2 separate regions of the Hordeum vulgare genome follow, and region 1 is linked to region 2. Evidence: chromatin contacts called from public Hi-C data. All regions are on one chromosome and are shown on one strand. The core of a region is the stretch at or near the end of the contact, and the rest is flanking DNA. Distances in the headings are between cores, read along the strand shown. Region 1 holds the start of LOC123402228 (ubiquitin fusion degradation protein 1 homolog). Region 2 holds the start of LOC123403462 (glucose-6-phosphate 1-dehydrogenase, chloroplastic-like).

Evidence for each region. Hi-C and Micro-C count contacts between places; a contact is called where the count stands out from the background.
Region 1: a Hi-C map of leaf shows a contact between it and region 2, with 4 times the contacts expected there. The contact joins the promoter of LOC123402228 here to the promoter of LOC123403462 in region 2. A contact is called at or near these places in 2 of 6 Hi-C or Micro-C datasets (both in leaf).

Annotation. Positions count from the first base shown.
Region 1 is chr6H:113,033,502-113,040,801 of MorexV3_pseudomolecules_assembly, reverse strand. LOC123402228 (ubiquitin fusion degradation protein 1 homolog) reads left to right here and starts at 1,655. Exons shown (of 10, transcript XM_045096122.1): 1 at 1,655-1,795; 2 at 2,604-2,639; 3 at 3,035-3,112; 4 at 3,869-3,893; 5 at 3,976-4,008; 6 at 4,123-4,244; 7 at 4,329-4,459; 8 at 4,615-4,838; 9 at 4,936-5,177; 10 at 5,336-5,738. The coding sequence starts at 2,631. The coding sequence ends at 5,425.
Region 2 is chr6H:112,681,550-112,689,158 of MorexV3_pseudomolecules_assembly, reverse strand. It overlaps LOC123403462 (glucose-6-phosphate 1-dehydrogenase, chloroplastic-like), which reads left to right and starts at 2,357. Exons shown (of 8, transcript XM_045097401.1): 1 at 2,357-2,690; 2 at 2,781-2,938; 3 at 3,022-3,116; 4 at 3,427-3,541; 5 at 3,712-3,923; 6 at 3,996-4,145; 7 at 4,250-4,370; 8 at 4,447-5,357. The coding sequence starts at 2,504. The coding sequence ends at 5,133.

The DNA of each region.
Region 1 (7,300 bases), core at 406-2,905, 350 kb before region 2:
TGTCCCTTGCTACAAAAGGGATTGGGCCATCTTGTTGCACCTTTGTTATCGTTGTTACTTGCTACTTGCTACGAATCATCTTATCACACAACTATCTGTTACCGATAATTTTAGTGCTTGCAGAGAATACCTTGCTGAAAACCACTTGTCAGATCCTTCTGCTCCTCGTTGGGTTCGACACTCTTACTTATCGAAAGGACTACGATAGATCGCCTACACTTGTGGGTCATCAGTACGCACCCGACAACAACACATCATGGACGGCGTACTTCGTACACTGTCATGCCGCCCAGCTTGCCGCCACCAACGGTGCCGACCCCCCACGACCGCTTCAACTACGAGGGGCGACACCAATGGTGGGGCGTCCCCGACCGCACGTTGAAGGCCGTCTTCGAGCACAAGGGCAGCAACTCGCCGCGTATGGAATACCCGGCGCCCCCCTCCTTCTCCCGCCTCCGCGACAGTTCTTGGACGTCGAGGCGCACGGAGATGGCTTCCTCCTCCTCGTTCGGCTCCCACTCCCGCTCCTCTGGGTCGCCGACGCTCCTCCCCATCAAGCTGGAGCTGCTGGAGACGCTGCTAGGGCGGCACACATGCAGCGGCCCCCTCGTCATCAACGAGGGTGGCGTCTCTTCTCCTCCAACCTCCTCCCCCCGTCTCGTAAAGCGAAGACCGGGCTGGTGTTCCGTCCCGTTAAGCAGGAACACCTCTCCATGGCTGCCGCTGCCGAGATCGCGCTTAAATGGGCGCAAGACGATTACGTCCAGGAGGACATGGAGCTCCAGCCCCGCGCCCTCGAGATTACCGCTCGATGTCGCGGTCGCGAGTAGGGTGGCGTCATCGTCCTCGATGGCAGCGACGAGGAGGCACCATGGCCGTCCAACCCCGTTCGCCACGACGACCCAGGGCAGGGGTGCAGGACAACGACGACTTCTACAAGCTTCTCGGCATGTAGAAGGCGACAGTGACGGCTTAGTAGTTTTTCAATTTCATTTTAAATTATGTTTTTAGTTCAGTTTGTAAAAATATCAATGAAAACGGTGCATTTCCTTCAAATTTGTGTCATTTTAGGTCGAATTTAGGCCAAGTTTGATTAAAAAAAAACCCGATTGGGGGCGACCTTGGGGGGTGCGGGTGGGAACCTCAGCCCCCCCGGGTGATTTTTCCGCTGGCGCGCCCTGAGGCGGTGCTATTTCAAACCTGTGGTGGGGGGGGGGAATGGCTGGAGATGCTCTTACATCTATGAATTTTTTTTTTCGAATATGTGAATGTGTTCAAACACTTACATGTACATATGTGAGCATCTTTCTAAAACTACACTAATACATCTTTATAAATAAATACATTTAAGAAAATATGAGATGGTTATTTCTAGTCCGTACATAGGCATGTTTACATTGAGATACTTGAACATGTTTTCCCTTTTTTTTGCAATATAGAACATTTTAAATATTTAAATTATGTTAGCAATATTTCAAAACATACTTCCGAATTTGTTTTTTTCTTAGAAAATAAAATGTGTGACCTTATTGGGCTTCGGCTGTGATCAGGCCTTGAGCCGAGCCTGAGGCAGTATTTCACTTGGGCCACACGTCGGAAGCCTAGCCCAACTAGGAGCTCGGTTCCTCTTCCTCCTCATCCCCTATATTCTTCTCCTCATTTCTTCCTTCCGATCGAAGCCAACCTACCTCCGTCCGCTTGAGCTCGAGCGCAACCGCCGAAACCGAGGACGACTCTTCTCCGCACCGCCGCCGCCGCCGCCTCCTCTTCGGCCGACCGGAGAACCGGTGCTTAGGTATTTACCAGTAACCCTCGACTCAGCTTCTCCGCCTCTTTTTACCCTTCGCCGGCACCGATCAATCTCTCCGGTACCTCCACCCGATTTCGGTCCCGAGCCCGTCCGTGCTTCGATGCGATGCCCAGATCGTCAATCCAATCCGATATACTAAGCGGATACATCCGTACTTGGCGCATACCCTTGCCTGCTGCCAGTTCGTCCCTCAAGTTTGGAAAAAACGAAGCCTTTTCTTTCTCTCATGCGTTTTGACGACGAGCAACCTCTCGCGCTAGTATTTTGCTAATTTATTTGAAGTATATATTGTGCTACGGAGTAGTAATTTACTTGACTCTGTGGACTTTTTATGTCCTGGAAGAATTTTGTTGGTAGCGCTACCCCGGTTATCCTCCAGCAAGTCAATAACCCTTGGGATTTGTGGAACTAGAGAACCTATTCACTCATAGTAGGATCTATAAATCTAATAGCATGTAGAAATTGATTGTTTAGACTTTGGAGCCTGATTGTGGCTTTGTCCCCTGAAGATTTGTTTGGTTGGCTTAGATTGATTAACTTGACTGCACCATATTATAGTCCTCTTTGCTGGCCCCGAGAAGCTACTACAGCTTATCAACAATGAATGTCTGCAAATGTGTATCAGCAATTTTGAATAGGTTGAATAGGTCTTGTGTCTTCATATTATCACAAATAAACACTGTGTGAGTGGAATCTTCATTTTTCCAGTTGTTATTATGCGTGACTGTGTTGTTGTATTATCTGCTTATGTTCACCATCGTTTTAATTATATGTTCCTGTTCCTCATATGCAGGTTCAAAAGGGGTTAACCTTCCTGTCCATGAATATGGTAAGTCCTTTGGACAAATTTGATCTTACTATTAGCTGTTTGGAACTATGTTACCTTCAGGAGCACATCATCGAAATTCAGACCTATAAACTCCTTAATTGAACTTGTCAGCGACTAGCCATAGCTTCAATTAGTCTGGTAGCACTTGATTAAGATCCAAATCATCTGTGTACCACATGTGCTGTTATTCTCAAACCTTGGATATCTTCTGGATTTGTGAGCTAGTATATCCCTTCGTTATCAGTTTGCATCTTTGCTATGCATTTGATAATCAGTTACATTTTTGGACATAGCAGCACCTTTTTGCCATGAATAGTTTCCCAGTAATTCCCTATAGCTTCATCAATTGCTGAATCATGTTGCATGATTCTAATACAATTATTTGTTTTGATTAGTATTTTGAAGGCTACGGTTACCGTGGAAGTACTTTTGAGCAGACCTATCGCTGCTACCCTGCATCTTTTATTGACAAGGTATGTGAATCTTCTTTTCATTAGGTGCCATGTACCCATTTGATAATTATTTTTGAAATATAAAATATGGTGATATAGAAGTGTAATTTAATGTGAAAAATTCGAATACTTTTCATACGTATGTGTAATCAATGTTATAAAATGTTGCAAGCAATCTAACAAGTAAAAACGATAATGGATGCATTGTAAATTTGGAGTTGCAATCCTTTTGATATTGATCTTTATTTTCTAGTTCAAGTCAGTACCAACACAAGCAAACTTTGCTCAGTGTTGATGCATGAGTCTTCATGCATTACCCACTTCCATAGTTCCATGAATCATGTCAGATCGGTATTTTCTCTGAAGTATTAATCTGATCTCTTGTCTATGTTCTAGTGGTATTGCTTCTGTCTGGTTAAGGATAGAAATTGTATTTCTACATGTTCTTTGTTCTCCCTCTCAACTGTGTTTGATTTTCAGCTTTTAATCTTGATCGTCTGGTTATGACCCTTTCTGTTCCTAGTTAACATGATTTATAGTTTCTTTGTTGACATGATTTATAGGTTGAGATAATTAAGAAAGTGATTTCTCAGTAACTAAATATGTGCTGCCTGGCAGCATGTTTCCATTCACTCTTGCGGTCTTGCATCATTAATATATAGAAGAATCTAGCGGAATTATTAATGTATAGAAGAATCTAGCAGAATTATTACTCCTCAAAGTAAAGTATTATTTCCATGAATTTATCTGAAAGATCTTTTGCACCCTTTCTTGCAGCCACAGCTTGAATCTGGTGACAAAAGTATGCTCTCTCTTCACTAATTTCCTTGCGTCTTTAAGTTACTTTTGGCAGTTGAAATGATAATTACCTTTCTTCCTTTCAGTTATCATGCCACCTTCGGCACTTGATCGTCTTGGTAAGTTGGCAGTGTTAGTAAGAGACATGCATATGTTGATAGTGTACTTTCTCTCTGCGACTATTCTGTGCACCATTTCGAACTAAATTCTCAAATGTGTTAATTCCTCTGCAGCGTCTCTGCATATTGAGTATCCTATGCTATTTGAAGTCCGCAACACAGGAGCAGAACGTACTTCACACTGTGGTGTCCTAGAGTTCATTGCAGAAGAAGGCATGATCTACATGCCATACTGGGTAGGCCCAGGTTTAAGATATTTTCATGCTTATTTCTATGTGATACCATCATGTCAATCAAACTAACTCCCATGTACTCATCAGATGATGCAAAATCTTCTTTTGCAAGAAGGAGATATGGTGTTTATAAAAAATGCCAACCTCCCAAAGGGCACATATGTGAAGCTGCAGCCTCATACAACTGACTTCTTGGACATTTCAAATCCCAAAGCGATGTTAGTATTGTTCTGATAAAACTACTTTTTTTCCCTTGGGAACTTCTTTGCCTTATTTTGCTATGCCTGTTGTCTGTTGCACCTTCATTGGAGTTTCCTGGTATGAGTAGTGAGATCTGAAGAATACTAATTTCCTGTTCATGTCATTGTTGCAGCTTGGAAAAAACTTTGCGGAACTACTCTTGTCTAACCACTGGTGACAGCATTATGGTGGCATATAATAACAAGAAGTACTACATTGATATAGTTGAAACAAAGCCTTCCAGTGCTATAAGTATAATTGAGACTGATTGTGAGGTTGACTTCGCCCCACCACTTGACTATAAAGAACCTGAGCGGCCAAAACCTACTGCTCCTCCGAGCGCTGATCCTGCTGCAGGTAGCTTTCTTGCTTTGTTCTTAATTAGTAACTTTTGGTGGAATGCATCAAATCCTTTTAACGTTCATCACTAAGGACCAGTATGTTCCTGTTGCAGAGGCTCAAGTTGAGGAGGAACCTAAGTTCAGCCCCTTCACTGGTCCTGGTAGGCGCCTGGATGGCAAGCCTGCTAAAGATCTGGATGCGTCATCCTCTTCGCCTGCAAAGCGACAAGCTAATGCAACCAACAGTGTTCAGCCATCAGCAGCCTCCACCTCACAGAGCACCGCGCCTCGTAAAACCACGGGAAAACTTGTCTTTGGCTCTGGCGGAAGCCAGTCATCAAAAGGAACAGAAAAGGTTGGTATTTTGTAACATGTATCTTGTGATGGCCATCTTGAAAACTCAATGAGTAACCGTGGCATTCTCTGGCATTTGAGATGCATGGAAAACTGCCTTTTCCAGGCCTCCAGCTTTGAACGCTAGCGTCATCTTAACATTTTGTGCATCAATGCTAGGTACCCGAAAAGGATGCAAAGGAGGACCCGAAGAAAGAGGAGCCGAAATTTTCAGCATTCACGGGAAAGAAGTACTCCTTGAAGGGCTGAATGTCCAGAGTATGTATTTATCACTTATCAGCACTTCCTATCACAAACATCATCAGGGAGAAGAGTTCAGTCAGCTATTGTTTAGTTTCCTGATCCCTTTTGGGAGCTGGGGCATCTTTTGGTGGAGTATCAATGCTTCTTTCCTGTCAACTGATCCTTATGTCAGCCACCGTGGGTCAGTTTGACTGATTTGTAAAAAGTATTTTAATGTCTGGTCATGGATTTTTAGTGAGTTCCTACACATTTTGCGTTTGTCTGCGCTATTGGTTTGGACTTCAAGGGCAGTTTTAATGGCTTTGACCAGCACGTATAATAGCTCTCTGTCGACGCACCGTCACGTTCCTAGTTGATCATGCTTCTATTGTTTGAAGGAAAGAGCTCTTTACTTTCTTTTAAAGGTGAAGAGCTCTAGTCGACATGTATTCGAGTGGCAGTTACAATGCTTTTGCTTGTTAATTAACTCTAAAGTGGGAGAAGTACATAATCCAGAAAAAAAAACCAATGTTGCTTCTACTGGAGCCAAAGTCACACGATAGTACTCCTTCCGTCTTAAAATAAGTGACTCAAAAATGACTCAATTTTATACTAAAATAGTACAAAGTTAAGTCGTTTTTGAATCACTTATTTTGAAACGATGGGCAAAAGGCATTTTATTCAAGACTTAAAACATGTGGAATACATATGATATCAGGTACTACCCCTAACGCCCTAACGTTAAGTGGCGCCCAACTGCTAGAGAAGAAGCAGCTCTAACAAGAGCATGAGCTTCAAAGTCGAGTCCCAATGCTTGAAACGGAAACTATCAGCATCCATATCATTCATACTATCCTTAATCTAATGCAGAACTGGTCCATAGATAGGTGCACCTCCTTTATTGATATTGTTGATCACCTCTAAAAGGCACACGGTAGATTGAAGATCTCATCTACGCATGACAATTAAAAATTAGGTAGATATATAGAATAGAGACGGTATCCAACGAAGCCAAAAAGGCCAACTCCGAAACACTATGCTTCGATGCCGATATTTTAGTAACAAATCTAATACTCCCTGTGATCCATCTATAGTTTTCTTTTGGAGGGAGTAAATCACTCCAGTGGTTGGTGTTTTGGTTTTTTTAGGCAAGGGAGTGTGTGCGAGTTGCTCGAATTATTTGTGACATGAAGCAACACTGTGAAAACATCGAGCAGCTGCACCCTAATCATAGCCGTGCTCTGTTTTCGTTTCTAACCGATGGCAAACTAAACCTTAATCACTTTGATTCTTCCTCGTGACCGCAAAAGAAGGGCTCCTGCTGCACCACTGGTGTGTTTACCTCAGTTCCGCTAACATCACAGCCAATGCTTCGGTTTGCAGATGGCGGATTACTTCAAAAAAAGCAAGCTAAAGGCCAAAGATACAAAAAACATAGAAACCATAAATCTCACACGCAGGCCACTACATGAAACTTATTCATACATCTCACGACCAGTCACAAAAGTGTTGTATTTATACGCCCATAACACGAGCAGTTTTACTCTGAGGTCATGAATCATTTTATTCGAGGCAACCAAATGAGCTTACAAAGCGTCAGGATAGGTAGTCTAACGAAGAAGTGGCAGCTACTTTATCAGATGCCTCTGTAAGACCAGAGGTCAAAACCTGTACAAATGTTTCTCCTGGTAACCGAGCCAGTGAGTTGCATTCTTTTGCTCCGATGAGCAGGGGAACAGCCTCCAGACCCGCACTGGTTTTGATTCCACGGATAGAGGAATAATAACATTCCATGATCACTCATGGATCAGTTCCTTGCTAGTTTGTAACAGGAGAAAGAAGTGTGTCGCCAAATCTCTGCTATGTTCGTATCAGTTTCCTCTACCATCCCAGCCACTTTTC
Region 2 (7,609 bases), core at 1,108-3,607:
AAAAAGCATTCGCGCAGTGTTACGAATGCGGCAAGGTATGCGATGGAATTGGGAAGAAGATGATGAAGTTGTGCACCAAAGTAATTTAGAAAACCACGGATGAAAGGATGAGGGGGCAAGGAAAAACCTCACTCGATATGAGTGAGGAGGAGGACCCATTCTCCTTCGCGTGGCTCCGGCTCGACCTCCCCCTCAGGAAGCCTCCGCGACTTCTCAGCTATCATCCCGTGTACGACGAGCTCCAGAATATCCTCCTTCCGGACGGTTGACGGGAGAAAATCTCCCTGGATCCACCCTGGCAGCAGCGCGGATCGGCCGCCTGACTTCTTCGACTTTCCGCCCTTTTTGGCGAGCTCAAGCTTGCTCATCTTGCCTTTCGTCATCTCAGCGGTGGCTGAGGCAGATCAAAGCAGCACCTACGGGGCGGAGATGGAAAGGAAACAGAGGAGAATCAAGCAAATGCATTGCTCCAACCCTAATGTCGGTCGGATTTATAATTGTCCGAGTGAGTCACTGACTGTTGGGCCCGCCGGATCTGTGAATATCCCGATAACAGAGGATGCGCGATACCTGGCGATAAGGGCGACACGATGATCGAGGCGTCATTATCCCAATTGCCCTCGTTGTTGCGTCATCACACTGCAGTGCGTGCTAACCTAAATTTCGAATCCTGTGAAATCCGGACCAGACAAAGTGATCCGTCACATCTCAAGATCCTGTTAGTCACTCGGATAAACCTCAATGCTCAAATTCACTCGGACGTACTTCACAGCAGAATAGATCACGGTGAATGACGAAGACTTCAATCGACGCACAATTCTACTAAGCCCCAAAGCGCGTTCAAGATTTGTATGCCTCGATAAAATTTGCATCGACCCCATCCTCACTCGAACCCCGATCCATTCGAGGGCTAATGATGGGGATATGTACCTAGGGTAGGGCCATAGGCCTGACCTACATGTCCTACCTAAGGGCACATTATTAAAAACTTGAAGACTACAAGGAGGACTCCGACTGGATAGCGATAGCGTCTGAATCACTCGGTAAGCAATCACTCGGAGAATCTCCCCATTCACTCGACAATCAACTTCCACTCGGAAGAACCAGAAGCCAGTCGACGCAGAAGACCAGAAGCCACTCCAGGGAGGCCAATAGGCGAGCGTTCGGTTGGTCGTCATAAGTAACATTAATTACGTACGCTATCAGTAACGTAGGCCTTAAAACTCCATTGATCAAACCCTTGGTTGCCTGGTATTGATGAGGAGCAGCGCACTCTATATAAGCCGCCCTCCCCTCTTGCACAAGGGTTCACACCCCCTGTAACACACATTCCACACCGCAAGAGCTCCCGAGCACTGAGATGTAGGGTGTTACCTCCACGAGAGGGGCCTGAACTCATACATCTTGTGTACAAGCTTGCTGTAGCTAGGACTCTGTCCTCTCCTTTCGTACCCCTCACCTCTACTGTCAGGTTCATTCCCACGAGAGCGGCCTCTTGCAGTCCTTCGCCTCATGGTCGGGTAGGCTGCAATGAAAGCACACGACATCGTTCGTGCAGTCGCTCCGGTAGTGCCCCTTCTCCAAGCACGTGAAGCACTTGTCACGCATCTTGGGGTCAACTTCCTTGCGGGTCGGGTGGGGGGAGGGGGCGAGAGGCCGGCGCCACCTCCTGCAAACCGACGCCATGCCTGCAAACCGACGCCATGCCTGCGCTTCCACATGGTCTTCTTGGACGACGCAACTTCTTGCCATGGCACCACGCGCCCGCACGACTCGACTTCTGCGCCCGGGGCTTTGTGCGTCGTCGGCGCAGTGTCGATCGCCGACTTCTCTGGCGCCGAGGAGATACCCAGGCCAGAACGATGGGTCGCTCACGCCCATGGAAGGAGGAGTTAATGGATCTCAGGTATGACGACATGGCCGGCCCCGGGGGAGGGGGGGCGGCGAGGAAGGGGTGGAAGAGAGGCGCCGCGGTCGGAGTGACGGGCGGAATTAAGGGGGTGGACGGCGTAGCTGGAGTAGCCAACGGCGGGGAGGGTGGACGCCGACGTCGGAGTGGCGCACGACAGGGAGAGACCTAGAGAAGGACTAGTCACACGGAGAGAAGGACTAGTCCATTTCATCAAGAAAATGTGTCAGTTGAGTCTGTCGAAGACGCTCATATGGATAGAAAATGGGTGGGTGTTTGTAGATGTGACTGTATGTATCGTATGCGTATGTACTGCATGCCGAAAAGAAAAGGAAAATAAGGAGAGGAAAGAAATATCTTGAAGCAAATCAAGCAATTACCATCTTTTGGAATATTTGATTGATGGAATTATTTATGACCACACGTGCTTGGACCACTGCCCTCAATCTCTCAGCCCCAGTGTCAACAAGCAATTATCAAGAACATCGAAGCCCCATTCGTCAGAGCCAAGCATCCAAATCATTTTCTCCACATCAGATTCAGATGGATTGATAGTTTGATACTCTCAACTATTCTTGTTTCCTTCTTGACCCAATGGCCGCCATCGACTTACGCTTCCATCTCCATCCTGCCGCCTTCTCCTCTGTCCACCCGTCCAATCCAAGCACCAAACCGCACCGCCATTGCCCACCTCAGAGGATCCATGCTGCAGGAAGAAGGTGCCTTCTCACGGCGAAGTCCTCAAATGGGCACCCGCAGATCGGGGCCTCCTTCAACGATGGTACTCGGACGTGCAACTAGCACGGCTGTCTGAAGTCTGAACTCACTGCTGCTTGTACAAGAATATTGTACCGAGAGGTGGTTGTTGCAGGGGTGCTAGATGCTAAGCCGTCTGGAGCTGGAGGCCCGGCGACGGAGCAGGGAGGGAACACCGTCAGCATCACAGTCGTCGGAGCCTCCGGTGATCTTGCCAAGAAGAAGATCTTCCCGGCGCTCTTCGCCTTGTTCTACGAGGACTGGCTCCCCGAGGTTTCAGTTAACTTTGTGTGGTTCTTCAGTTTGGGCTTTGGAGCATGGTAGCGATTTGCTTTAGTTAACCTCTGTTAATGCAGCATTTTACAGTCTTTGGTTATGCTCGTAGCAAAATGAGCGATGAAGAGCTCAGGAACATGATTAGCATGACCCTAACCTGTCGGATTGATCAGAGGTACTGCTTACAAATCTTCATACTTGGTCCCTCCCTCCCTATGCTATGCGAGTCGTCTGTGTTGGTTTTGCCTGTGTTATCTGATCTATTTTGAGCCAATTTTGGTAGTAATGAAAATAGCAACACGTACAATGGCATGGCACAATGTATCCTCAAATATTTGTCTGATTTTGCATTACGTCTATCCAATTTATCCATAAAAAAAGGTCAACTCAATTTATGTTGTCCATTGTCGTAGAGGTCCATATGTATTTTGAATCTCTGGGCACATATTCAGAATGTAACACATCATATTCGAATGGCGAAACAGGGCGAACTGCAGTGAAAAGATGGATAAATTTCTGAAGAGATGCTTCTATCAGTCCGGACAGTACAACTCAGAGGAAGGATTTCGCGAATTAGACAGAAAGCTTACAGAAAAAGAGGTAATCCCGAATTCATAGCACATAATTTTTCTAGCCCTGTACGATGAAATGCTACCAAGTAATTATTCGCACAGAAAAAGAGATACCAAGTAGGAGTAATTGCACTGCAGAATTCATGGAAAATATTGCATAGAAAAAGGAGTTGAGGCCAAATGTTTGTCATCAATCAGGCTGGGAAGCTACCAAACAGGTTGTTCTACTTGTCTATTCCACCAAATATATTCGTGGACGTGGTAAGATCTGCCAGCCGCACCGCTTCACTGCCGGGTGGGAGTGGCTGGACGAGGTTTATAGTGGAGAAGCCATTCGGCCGCGATTCTGAGTCCTCGGGGGAGCTTACCAGATCCCTGAAAATGTATTTAGAGGAGGAACAAATCTTCAGGTAACATATAAATGCAGAGTGTTTGCAGAGACTCGCCCTATTTCTTAGGATTTGACAGCGGAAATGTGACAGGATTGACCATTATCTGGGCAAGGAGCTGGTCGAAAACCTGTCGGTCCTCCGTTTCTCCAACCTTGTGTTCCAGCCATTGTGGTCGAGGGACTACATTCGGAATGTGCAGCTCATATTCTCCGAAGACTTCGGCACTGAGGGTCGAGGCGGGTCTGCGCTGCTCCGGCGTCCAGTCGGATCTGATAAGAATGTTCATTAATTAGGCAATGGATTCAACATGTAGATAACGGTTTCTTTGTTGGTTTGCATTGCAGCTACTTCGACAACTACGGGATCATCCGCGACATCATGCAGAACCACTTGCTGCAGATACTGGCCCTGTTCGCCATGGAGACTCCGGTCAGCCTCGCCGCCGAGGACATCCGCAACGAGAAGGTAGTATGTGTAGCAGAGCAGCATGATCGGTCAGACGTACTATAGCCAGACTAAATTGGGTGCTCTGCTTCTTCAGGTGAAAGTGTTGCGATCGATGAGGCAGCTGAAGCTGGAGGACGTGGTGGTGGGGCAGTACAAGGGCCACACGCGCGGCGGCAAGTCGTTCCCGGCCTACGTGGACGACCCGATGGTGCCCAACGACAGCGTGACCCCGACCTTCGCGGCGGCGGCGCTCTTCATCGACAACGCGCGGTGGGACGGGGTGCCGTTCCTGATGAAGGCCGGCAAGGCGCTGCACACCCGGCGCGCGGAGATCAGGGTGCAGTTCCGGCGCGTGCCCGGGAACCTCTACCGCGGGAACGTGGGGACGGACCTGGACATGGCCACCAACGAGCTGGTGCTCCGGGTGCAGCCCGACGAGGCCATCTACCTCAAGATCAACAACAAGGTGCCCGGGCTCGGGATGAGGCTCGACAGCAGCAACCTCAACCTCTTCTACTCCGAGAGGTACCAGCGGGAGATACCGGACGCGTACGAGCGGCTCCTCCTGGACGCCATGGAGGGGGAGCGCCGGCTCTTCATCCGGAGCGACGAGCTCGACGCGGCCTGGGCCATCTTCACGCCCGTGCTCAGGGAGCTCGAGGACAAGAGGGTGGCGCCCGAGCTCTACCCGTACGGCAGCCGGGGTCCTGTCGGCGCGCACTACCTCGCCGCCAACTACAACGTCAGGTGGGGGGACATCAGCAGCGACGGATCCTTGTAGCAAGCTCTGCCCATTGGCTACGGCCTATGCACTCTACTCAGGCTCAATCAAGCTGTGACGAACAATTTTTTTTGAGAGTAGGCGACGTATCATAATTTTACAGAAAAGAAAGAACATATAAAAGAGCTTTCTAGTGATGCGGGCATCACAGCAAGCAATACAACTCAACGTCCACATTCAAAGAAACTAGGCCTACTTTCTCACAAAAAGACTGAGAACATCAACTCCTAGCACTGCCTCTTTCCACTCACGAACTTCCTTCATCATACAATTGGATTGCGGTTTTGAATTGATCCGAACGGTTGGACACCCTTGGGTTCCTTTGTTTCCAAAGTGACTATGCGGCAGCAATTATCGAAGTGTCAAATCCTCTCTTGTTGGCTCCCTGGAAGGTCTCTCGGGCTTGAAGCCACCATTCGAGAATGTGGTCTTGCGGTTCCGGTTGTCGCACTTTGATGTTCAGGGAGGTCAAACAGCAATACCAGACATTTTTAGCATAGCTGCAACCGATGTGAATGTGTTCCGCGGTATCCTTGTCTTGGAAGCAAATGTAGCATGCTGAAGGGCTATCTTGCAGCCCATGTCCCGTCCGGCAATCGGATGTCCATATTCGGTGCTGCACAGCGAGCCAAACATGTATCTTGCATTTCAGAGGTGCCCAGCTTCGCCAGATGCATGCAGCAAAAGGAGCCCGCTAGAGGCCCTGGCAAAGTCTATTGTAGACCGATATGGCTGTGTATGATCCCGATGTATCACTTGGCCACTCGAAGGCGTCGGGGGTGTTGGGGGTCAGTGTGCACCGTGGCGATCGCGTGCTGCAAGTGAATGAGCTGAATGTGCGCAGAGAAATTCAGGTCCCCATGCATGTCGCTGGCCCAACTTGAGTCGCATAAGGCTTGTTGAATGGTACGCCTATTTCTGGTTCGTTGATCTACAAGGCAACCAACCATGGGGGCAATCCCAACAACCGTGAATCCATGTATCCACCTATGTCGCCAGAAAAGCGTCCGCGTGCCATCCCCAACAGTGATCTTGACCAAGCTATCGAACACCTGTCTGGCCTCCTTGTCCACAATTGGAGGGATACCTTGTCATGGTTTTTCACAGTCCGATCTGTGAAGCCATTCCCACCTTACTCGCAGAGCCAGCGCTTGGTGCTGCAAGTCTTTCACTCCAAGGCCACCGAAACTAACTGGCTGACAGATATTCTTCTACGCAACCAAGCATTGTCCTCCATTAACTTCTTCCCGCGCCTTCCAGAAGAAAGCTTTCATCCATTTGTTCAGCTCTTCAAAAACCCACATGGGAGCATTGAGGATCATTAAGTCTTGAATTGCCCTAGCAGACATGACTGATTTGACAAGGATTAGACGCCCAAGTTTTGTGACTAGTCCCCGCTGCCACGCCGGCACCACCTTCTTAGCTCGGTACAACATCGGCTGCCATTCGCTTCTAGTGAGCTGATGAATTGCCAGTTGTAAGTGCATCTAGTGCCCCTTAGTGATTTTGGTGGTTTGAAGACTTATAGGTTAAGTATCTAATGTGTTTATGAGTGTACCCAGGATCTATAAGTCACTGAGGAGTTTGAGATATTTGAAGAATATCGACCCCTAAAAATGTATATCTTCGGTTGAAGAAATTGGTCTGAAGCTGAAGAATTGAATCGCGAAGAATCTGCGATGAAATTGATATTCCTCATGAAGATATTGAAATTGAGGAATTCGGAGTGTCCTGAAGAAAATCATTTTGAAGACTTTGAAGCATGAAGATTTACTCTTTCTGTTTTATTTTCTTCACACTTGAATAATAGGAACACTGTACTGTTAAAGGGGGTCGAAGTTACACTTTGGAATAAATTTCCTCATGATGCTCAACCCAAGCCTAATCCTACCAAAAGCCTCAAGTGAGGAATACGGGTGACATGAGGACCCTCACAGTTGAGGGTTCCGACCGTTTCGATAGCCATGCCACATCATTGGTCTTATCCACACCAACGGTCATATTATTTAAGGGCATTAGTGTCAAATCATGTCGGGATGCTCCCAGGCTATAAATAGCCGCCCCCACAACCATTAGCTGGGTGGTTGCTCCGTTAGAAACTGACACTTGTCATAAGAGCAACCCAATTCCTCCGAGTCTTCGAGAGTAATTCATCAGTGAGAAAATACCCCATACACCGAAACCACAAACCTAGAACCAAGTGATTGAGCATCACTGAAGAAGTTGTTCCTGTGTGGGACTGAAGCCTTTTACCTTTGAGGACTGTGTATCCTCCAGACGGTTAGGCGTCATGGTCTAGAGCAATCCAGCAGTCAATTGTGAATCGTCGGGTGACCAAGTTTGTGAGGGTTTGGAAGTCTGCCCTGAAGACTTACCACGAGTGTTGGGCGAGGACTGTGTGTTCTTACCCCAAGGAGAACACAGTAGGGACTGTGTGTCCCGGGACTGTGTGTCCTTTGGTTTCAATACCAAGCCG